Regions from separate parts of the Mus musculus genome. Here region 2 is linked to region 1. Evidence: chromatin contacts called from public HiChIP or PLAC-seq data. All regions are on one chromosome and are shown on one strand. Each heading gives the region's core, a stretch centred on a gene start, on an enhancer-like site or on the middle of the called end of the contact. The rest is flanking DNA. Distances are from core to core; before and after follow the strand shown.

Region 1 (4,320 bases), core at 682-3,181:
AGGGGTTGGTTCTCTCCCCCCACCCTGCGGGTCTTAAGTATCCAAGGTAGCTTGTCACGTTTGATGGCCTGCTGAGCTATATCTCACCGGCCCTTGAATATTTTGAAAGGGGAGAGCATGCTATGGTTTAGCTTTCAAAATATTACCGGTAATTGTAAAGAGTATTTTGTAAAAGATGAGGACAGAAATGAAGGAGCTCCTAAGAGGGTACTGCAATTTCAGACACAGGATGACTGCGTGGATCCGGCTTCGAACAATAAACGAGAAGGGGGTAGACTCTGCGCATGCGCTGAAAGTGTGGGCTTTCGCACCTGCTGGAGACGCAGGCATAGGGAAGGAACCGGAAATCAAAACACCTTTAGCCTGAACAACAAGGAGTTGTCATGTCCTAGGATGAAGAGCTCGGGACACAAGAGGGTTGGGGGTGGGATGGCTCAAGCCATCTGCTTGAGTCACATTAGGTTTGCCTGGCTATTAGACATCGGACGGAGTGGATATGTCAAGTGGGCGGTTGGACAAATGAGTCTGGCACTCATTTGTAAATTTAGGACTCACTGACATTTACAGAGTGTTTAAGCCCTGGGACTGGATGAGATCACTGGACAAAGAATGTGGAAAGAAAAGAAGGCCAAGGACTAAGCCCTAGGAGCGCCAACATGTCGAGGTCAGAACCGAGGAAGACAGTAAAGAACAGCCAGAGGGTTGGAGGGGAGCCAGGAAAGTGTGGTTTCCTAGAAGTTTGGGGCGCAGGGTTGGGGGGGGTCATGCAGGGAGAAGGGTTAGGTATGAATGGGTAGGGTCAAAGGAATTTTAAAAAAGATTTATTTATTTATTATATGTAAGTACACTGTAGCTGTCTTTAGACACTCCAGAAGAGGGAGTCAGATCTCGTTACTGATGGTTGTGAGCCACCATGTGGTTGCTGGGATTTGAACTCAGGACCTTTGGAAGCATAGTAGTCAGTGCTCTTAACCACTAAGCCATCTCCCCAGCCCCAGAATTCTCTTTATTACATCTAATTAGTGTATGTGTCACACCACTTGTTCAGGGGTCTGGTGACAACTTTCCTTCCACCATGTGGGTCCTGGGGATAGAACCCAGGTAGTCAGGCTTGGTGGCAAGCACCTTTGTCCCCTGAGCCATCTCCACGGCCCAGGTCAAGGGAGTTTTAAGAGATTAGAAAAGGGCACTCAGAAGCCTGAATCTAAGTGAGCCCGTGTAGACCATTTGGGAACAGACAAGGAGAAACTTCTAGAGGGAACAGCAGGGTGCAAAGCCCCGAGGCAGGCTTCTAGTGCCTCTGGTCTAGGAATATTCCCCAACTGCACTAAGGCTGTGCCGAAGAAATCCTTAGGAAAGAAAGCTGGAGATACCCAGAGGCAGGAATCTACGGGGGCCTCCTTGTGAGCCATAGTGAGTGTTGGATATTCTGAGTCTCGGAAAAGCTAAGTATAGCAAATGGTCTTGAACCATTTAAGGACTGTTTGGGTTGCTTCAGGGAGAATGAATTATAAGAAGGATCATAGTGAAATGAGGAATTAATCTGCTGGGGGCACTCCAATTTGCGTATGCAGTCTTCTCTCCCACCCCTCTTTGGTCCTCTCACCCACGGTCTTGAGCTGCCTTTCCACCTTTGCCAGAGTTGGGGACTCAAATGTATGGATGACTCAGAATCTCAGACTGCTTGGGGGTCAGAAATCATGAGGTCTGTGAAGCTGCGCTTAGGTAGAGGGGAAGCTTACCATCACTACCCAAAGGAGGTTGCGTCCCCCCAACCCCCTCCATCCCTGCTCCTCTTCCCAACCTTGCACCTGGACAAAAGCTGAGCTCGCAGCGTAGCAAACGAAGGGTTAAGTCGTGCGTGGCCTACAGACGTGAGAAGGAGAGGCGGAGACCAAGTGGTCCTAGTCGCCCGCCGAACCCAGCCGAGCCCGGCCGAGCCCAGCCGAGCCCAGCCGAAGCGAGCGTCTCCCGCCGCCGCCGCCGCCGCCGCCGCCCCGCGCCCCGGGCGCCCGCCCCCCTCCGGCTCCAGCTCCTCGCTGCCAGCCAAACCTCCCGACCATGCCCGGCGCCCCACCCGTTTCTGCGACCCCCCAGCCCCGCGTAGCTCCGAGCGCCTGCAGTCGTCGCGCCGCCACACCAGGCATGCAGGTGAGCGAGGGGGACCCAAAGCCCCTACCCGTAGGGAGCAGACTCTGCCCTCCCAGTGCCAGCTCCGCGTCCTTCGCCCCCCGCCCCTCCTGGCGCGGTCTCCAGCCGCCTCCAGTCTCCCAGAGCTCCTTTCCACAGTGCCCTCCATCCCTCCGCTGTCCTGACTCCATCCTACCCTCTTGGTGCAGCAGTCAACGTCTCCGCGCCTGCCACCATCCCGCCTTTAGCTCATCCTGCAGCTTCGGGCATCCTCCTGCCTCAGGTCCCCTTTCCGCTCTGGGTGCTCCCTCCAAATCCCTTGGCCGATCGTTTCCTTATTTTTCCCGGTTCGCACCGCTTTCCAACCCTATCCAGGGAGCGCAGGCCTGTGGGATTGGCGGGATTGGGGGGCTCTGCTAGAGATGGGGCCCGGTTCCCCCACCCCACCCCCAGTTCGTCTTCTGCGCACAACAGGTCGGTGAGGAGCGCGAAGGGGGTGGGGTGGCGCACCAGCTTGGGGACTGCGGACTTCCTGGAGGGGGTGACAGAGGGGTACGGGGTGTGTGAAGGGGCTGGAGTTGACATTGGTGGTGGTGGTGGGTTGTAGCCAACGAAGGGGCAGGTATGCCCTGGAGTAGCGGGCCACTGGTGTCGCCGAGTCCTTATTCGCTCCACTGGTTCGGCTACCATTTCTTTCCTCCCGTTTCTAACCTCCTCCCACTAAGCCCCCCGGCCTCTTTCCTTTCCCTTCTCTTTCACCTGGCCTCCAGCTCTGTCTCCATATCTCTTTCAATTTCAAGAAACAATTCCTAACTCCTCCATCTTTGCTGTTCTGTCCACCCCCCACCTCCGGTCCCCGTCCCTTCCTTTTTTGATTTTGCCTTCAACACCGTGTTCTAATCTGTCTCAATGACTCTCTCCCCGTCTCTGATCTCCACCGTCCTTTTCTCTTCCACTCTCTTTGCTTCTGCCCTGACCAGACCCCTCCATCCTCCTGCCTGATGCCTGTTTTCTTTTCCCTCCCTGCCGTCTTCTCTCTTCAGCATCCTTGGCCAATCTCCTGTAGCCCCTCTTTCCTCCCCATCTCCTCCCTTCCCAGCTGCTGTCTGTCCGTCTTCTCACTCTTGACCAACCTTTTCCCTCGCAGCCTTTCACCTCTCGCACCCCCCTCCCCTCCCTAGTTTATTCCCTGGGGTATTCAACACGCAGACGGAGACTAGGAATCCAGAAGACACAGGGTGTCACATGTTTCTTCTCTCTGAAGATCCCAGCCCCTCGGGCCTCACCACCCTCAGTTTGGAGACTGCACTTCCTTTCAGAACCAACCATCTAGATTCTCCTAGGACTTTTCCCCGGAGCAGCCACAGTTGAGGGGGTGGCTTCCTTTGAGCTCCACCCTCTTTCAGAATGCACCCATGCATTTGGGTGGTTAAGCATCAAGAGCAAACCCCAAAGCGTGTCCTGTAGCTTTCCTCCCACCGACTGTTTTCTCCCGCTTGTCTGAAAAGGCAGCTAGGCAGCCAGCTTCTAGGCTCCATCATAAAAGAAGTGCCTGGCGCTTCAAGAGGTGACCGGGCTTCTAGCATCCCCCCCAACACTCACTAAGATTGGCTTCCCTTCCCTCCCCCACTCAAAAACTCCCTCCCTAGCGGTAGGTGCTCAGGGAATCACAAGGTTCTTGGCTCTAAATTAAGATCCAAGAAGCCTGGAGCTGTGGGCAGAGGAAGTGAGAAGGAAGGAAGCCAAAGAGGCAAGGGTAGACAGACACTGGGGCCAGGAGGGAATGGGCCCCATCTGGGATGTTGGAGGTGGGGCAGGGGGCTAGTTTAGGGAGTTTTCCCCGAAAAGTATGCCGGGAAACACTGGCTTCTGGGAAGCAGAAGCATGGCGGGTAACTGGGCAGCCCGGGTGGGGCGGGAAGGAGCAGGACTGGTGGATAGATGAGATGGGGGAGTTCACAGGCCAGATTAGGGTGTGACACCCTCATTTTTCCCTCCAGTAAAGGCCAAAAATCTGGGTCACAGCTGAGGAAGATCTCAGATCCAGAGTGCAGAATGTGGTAAGTTTGGCCCAGCAGAGGGAGCTTGCTTGGAGACCACTTTCCCTGGGGGATTGGGCCCTTTCCTGCCTAGGCCAACTTGGGGCCTATTAAGGACTGGCCCCTTGGGAAGAGACAAAATGGGGCCAGGG
Region 2 (4,219 bases), core at 114-2,613, 240 kb before region 1:
CTTAGGAAACCCTACTTGGGGCAACACCAGAAACATCTCCCGGAGACCCACCAAGGACAAAGCTACAGGCTGAGAGAGGCCCAATCTACATACTGAATCCCCACCTATTGGACTTCCCACTGTCTCACTACCATGGCAACAAAATGGATAAAAAAAAAAAGTGCCCCCCAAGAGACCATCCCAGGGGTCCATCTGGCAGCCACTATTACCACCTTAGTTGCCAGAGCAACTCCAACCTTTCAGGAAAGGGAGCTTTAGGGTAACCTACCCCAGGCACAAAGAGATCTCTGAGATCAAGGCAGTAAGGAAGTCCTCCTATGGGACAGCCAATGCTCTGGGGGTGAGGGTGGAGGTCACAATTCCTTGGAATGCCTATATGATTGCCCAATCTTCTCTTCTTTCCCATCCTCCCAACCTTCCCAATTCTCCCTTCAGTATCCCTGCCTTTCTTATTCGTGTTAGGAGGACTCACACTACCAAGACTCAGTGCCCCCCCTTCACGAAGTAACTAGGTCTGGGATTAGGAAAACGGGGTCAGAGGTGACCAGGATTGGGGGAAAGAAAACTGAGTCACAAAAGATATGGCCTTCCCATTTCCACCCCAAAAAACGTCGGTCTTCTCAAAGCTGGGCCTCTCCCGGTTCATCTCCATTCCCCCCAGGTTCAATCCCCCGTCTCGGCAGCTACAACCCTCATTTTACCACCTACCACACCCCTTTCCCTGTTCCCAAGACCCGCAACCTGGAAACCCGGTGCTGGGCCTGTGGGGTTACTGGAGCCTTCACGCCCCACCTCGCTGCCATCTCTCCGATCCGTCCTGCCTTCTCCGCGAACCACCCGCACAGCATCCCCCGGTTTACCTCCGCCAAGTCTCCACCTCGGCGTTCCTCCCCTTTAGGCTCTGGTCCTGGCGACGCTCGGCCCCGTCAGCCCTCCTCCCAAAACCCTCCTCCCCCCACCTCCCGAGCTCGCGACTCCCAGGCCCGCGTCCCTCCTCCGGGCGGCCCCACCCCCTGAGTCCCCAGCCTCGGGCCCGGTCGTGCCCGCAATGAGGGAACGCGACCGGGAAAATAACAAATGGAGGCGGCGGCGGGAGGGGGGACCGGGAGGGGTGGGGGCGGGGAGCCGCGGGCCGGAACGGGGCGGCCCGGGCCGGCGGCAGCGGACCTTACCTGCGAGCAGCTCGGGACGGCTGGCTGGCTGCGAGTGCGGTCGGGCTCCGGCGCCTCCCGGGGACGGCGGCGGCCACTCCCCGCCCCTCCTTACAGCGCGGCTTCAGTCGCTGCCGCGGCGGCGGCGGCGGCGGCCCCGGCCCCCCCGGAGGGCGGCCCCCATGCCCGGCTCCCCGCGCAGCCCCGATCGGCTTCTCGCGCTCCTCGCCCGCCCTCCCGCCCGGAACGCGCCGCCCGCGCCCGCCCCCGCCGCACCGCCCGCCTCCGCCCGCACTCGCGGTCCCGGCGAGGCCCGCGACCCCCGACCCTCCCGCCGCTGGTGCCGCGCGCCCCTAGCCCGCCCCGAGGCCTGCCACCCCGAAACGCGTCCTGGCCCGAGGCCCCGGTCGGGCGCGGGGCTGCGGGCGGACGGACAGGCTGGGCGGCGCGTCCGGCGACTCGCACAGGAAAGCGGACGGCGGAGGGAGGGCGCTCGGGAGAGGGGGATGGGAGCAGGGAGGAAGAGGGAGAAGGAGGGAGCGCGGAGGAACGGAGGAGAGAGAGGGGCCCGGAGGAGACGCGAGGGAGGGAGCGCGCGGCAGTCGGGGGGCGGAGGATCGGGGAAGGGGAGGCGCCGGGCGAGTTGGCCGAAGCCGGCCGGGGCGCAGAGAGAGAGGGCCTCGCTGCGCAGAGCGTGGGGAGCTCGCGGGCCCCGCGCGGGAGAGGGCTGGGTGGGAGGGGCTGTGGACTGCGAAGGCAGACCTGGGGAGGCTGGAGAAGTTTGGGGACAAGAGGGGCTGTGGCAGGGGTGAAGTAGGTGGAGTTTGGGGAATTATGAAGTAGAGATTTGGATAATGGGACTGTATTGGAAAGATGGAGAGGAAGGGCCAGAAGTAGAGGCTGGAGGGGTTTAGGAGCTATTTTGGAGAGCCTACGATGGAAGTTTGTGGACCTGGGCGGGAAAGGATGAAGACGTACTAGGAGAATGGTGTTTCTGGAAGAGATAAGCGTTTAAGGCAGTGATTGGTGTTGAGAAGAATGCAAACCACAAGAATTTGGGAATGATGAAGGAAAGCTGGAGGCAAGTCCGGAGATCCCTCTGTGGGAGAGAAGGCATGAGAAGTCTCAGAAGAGGGGTGGAGGGCAGAGGATGCCTATTCTAGAGGGAGACTGGGGTGGGCTGGGTTGGTAAACATGAATGTGGGGACTTCCAATCGAACTAAGAACTATTTCCTTTGGCAAATAAAGTGGAGGAGAATGAATTAGAGAGGTCTGGAAGGAAACACAAGATAAATAGGGCTTTTGTGGCAACGTGGTGGGAGGGCCAGTGATGGGAAAAGAGAGGAGCTAGAGACGGAGGGAGAACCCTGGAGGAGTGACAGACTGGGGTCCAGGCCCTAGTGTGGAAGAGGTAACTAAGAGGTGGCACTTCACTTTTGGGCCCTTCATTTTCTCGAGGTTCCTGAACTAGACCTTCTCAAGTCTGAAGTCATTACTAGTAGCATCTTTGGTCATGGTCACAGAAGGGATGAAGTGGGGGATTAGGTGGAAAGGACCTACATACATTTTAGGGTGCCCAGGTTCCCCATAACAATTGTAATATGGAAGTAGTCCCCAGCACAGACTACAGCATGCTCCTCCCAACTCTTCTCCAGTCAGCGTGCCAGCCATGCCCAACCTACAGCCATGAAGTCAGCACCCCCATCACTCCAGTGGTGCCTTCTTCTGGGCTCCTTCTCTGGCCCCAAACCAGCAGCAACATCTCTCAGGACAAAGGACACTAGAGACAGGGTGATTTTTGGCAGCTGAAATTGGGAAGGCTAGAGAAAGGGAGGGAGGCAGGCTGGGAGCCCGGAAGAGCTGGAGCTGGAGTCTGGATTGGGAGCCCTTAGTAGTTCACCAGATTTGGAGGTGGGGGTAGAGAGCTTGTAGGGGGCCAGCCTAGCTCAGACCTAGTGGGTGGAGTGGGGGACACTGAGTGGGCAAACTGCCTTTGTGGAAGGGAGGAGAACGGCTAGCCTAGTAGCCACCCAGTAGGTCTTACACCACCATTCCTTAGGCCAGATTCAGCCAAGCTCTTGAACTTACCCAAAAGCTCTACACAGATTCCAAAGCACTAGGGAGACCAAGCAAGAATGCTTGGCTCCTCTAGGAACAAATATCCCATCACCCCACTGTGAAGTCCCTTGCCTCTGCAGGGCCTCACTTTACCCCCATACCCATTTGCTTGTCCCCTTCCAGGGCCTCCCAGAGACCAGGTCCTCTCCTGTGTACCCTTCACGTCTTTTTCTCTGTGCTCTAAGATAGACCTAGTTCCTTCCCTGTACCAACTAATTTTGCTCTGAGACTCCTCCTCCCTCCCCCCTCTCCCCATAGCATTTCCTCTCTTTCCTTTAGTTTCCCACTAGGCCTGGCCTAGGACCTTTCCAATCCTTTCCAGACTCAACCTCTACCCTTGTTTAGCCGCTAAGGCAACAGCCAAGATGGTAACTTATCTAAGCCTAAAAGAAAAATGTAGGCCTAGGGAAGGACAAGGCATGGAACTAGGAAAAGAAGCCAGCACTACACCTTCCAGTTCCTCTGGTACCCAAGACCAGGCTCACAGCTCAGCTGCTGGGAGCATTAAATATACACCCCACCCCTATCCTTCACCCCAGCTCCCTCTCTGGCCCCAGCCCCCTACAATCACCTGGTCTCCAGGCAATGGCACAAAAGGAAAGTAGAGAGGGGCCTTGGAGGCCCAAGCAGAGCTAGCTGTAACCCAATCCAACCTGGTACCAGAAGGGGGCTGGGAATGTTGTCAGAAAAAGGCACCTAGCTAGGATGGAGGAAAGAAAAGACAAGGGTTAGGAATGGTGGCTACAGCCACAATAGCCCTGACCAAAGCCTAGGAGTTTCTGAGAGAGCAGCCCCAGAGAAGTGTAGCGAGCCCCCGGGGCCATATAGGGGTGCTGGAAGGGGGAAAAAAAACGAGGAGCTTACATAGGAATTCAAGGGCACAGGGAAGGAGAGGGAGCAAGAAGTTCTTTGAACTGAAAATAGCTGGGGGATACAAGAAGATGGGTGGG

Evidence for each region. HiChIP or PLAC-seq counts read pairs in DNA pulled down with a chosen protein or histone mark.
Region 2: a contact with region 1 is called in an HNF4G HiChIP or PLAC-seq map of pancreatic cancer cells. The contact joins the promoter of Atn1 here to the promoter of Pianp in region 1. A contact is called at or near these places in 13 of 39 promoter capture datasets (the C10 cell line, the HPC-7 cell line, embryonic stem cells and 8 more), 4 of 484 Hi-C or Micro-C datasets (cerebellum and embryonic stem cells), 8 of 115 datasets of contacts at active chromatin or transcription factors (the SCID.adh cell line, embryonic stem cells, epiblast stem cells and 3 more) and 3 of 9 other capture datasets (adipose tissue, liver and pancreatic islet).

Annotation. Positions count from the first base shown.
Region 1 is chr6:124,994,789-124,999,108 of GRCm38.p6, forward strand. Pianp (PILR alpha associated neural protein) reads left to right here and starts at 1,932. Exons shown (of 6, transcript NM_175696.4): 1 at 1,932-2,151; 2 at 4,130-4,189. The coding sequence starts at 4,185. It also overlaps a transcript of Cops7a not described here.
Region 2 is chr6:124,755,124-124,759,342 of GRCm38.p6, forward strand. Atn1 (atrophin 1) reads right to left here and starts at 1,364. Exons shown (of 10, transcript NM_007881.4): 1 at 1,173-1,364.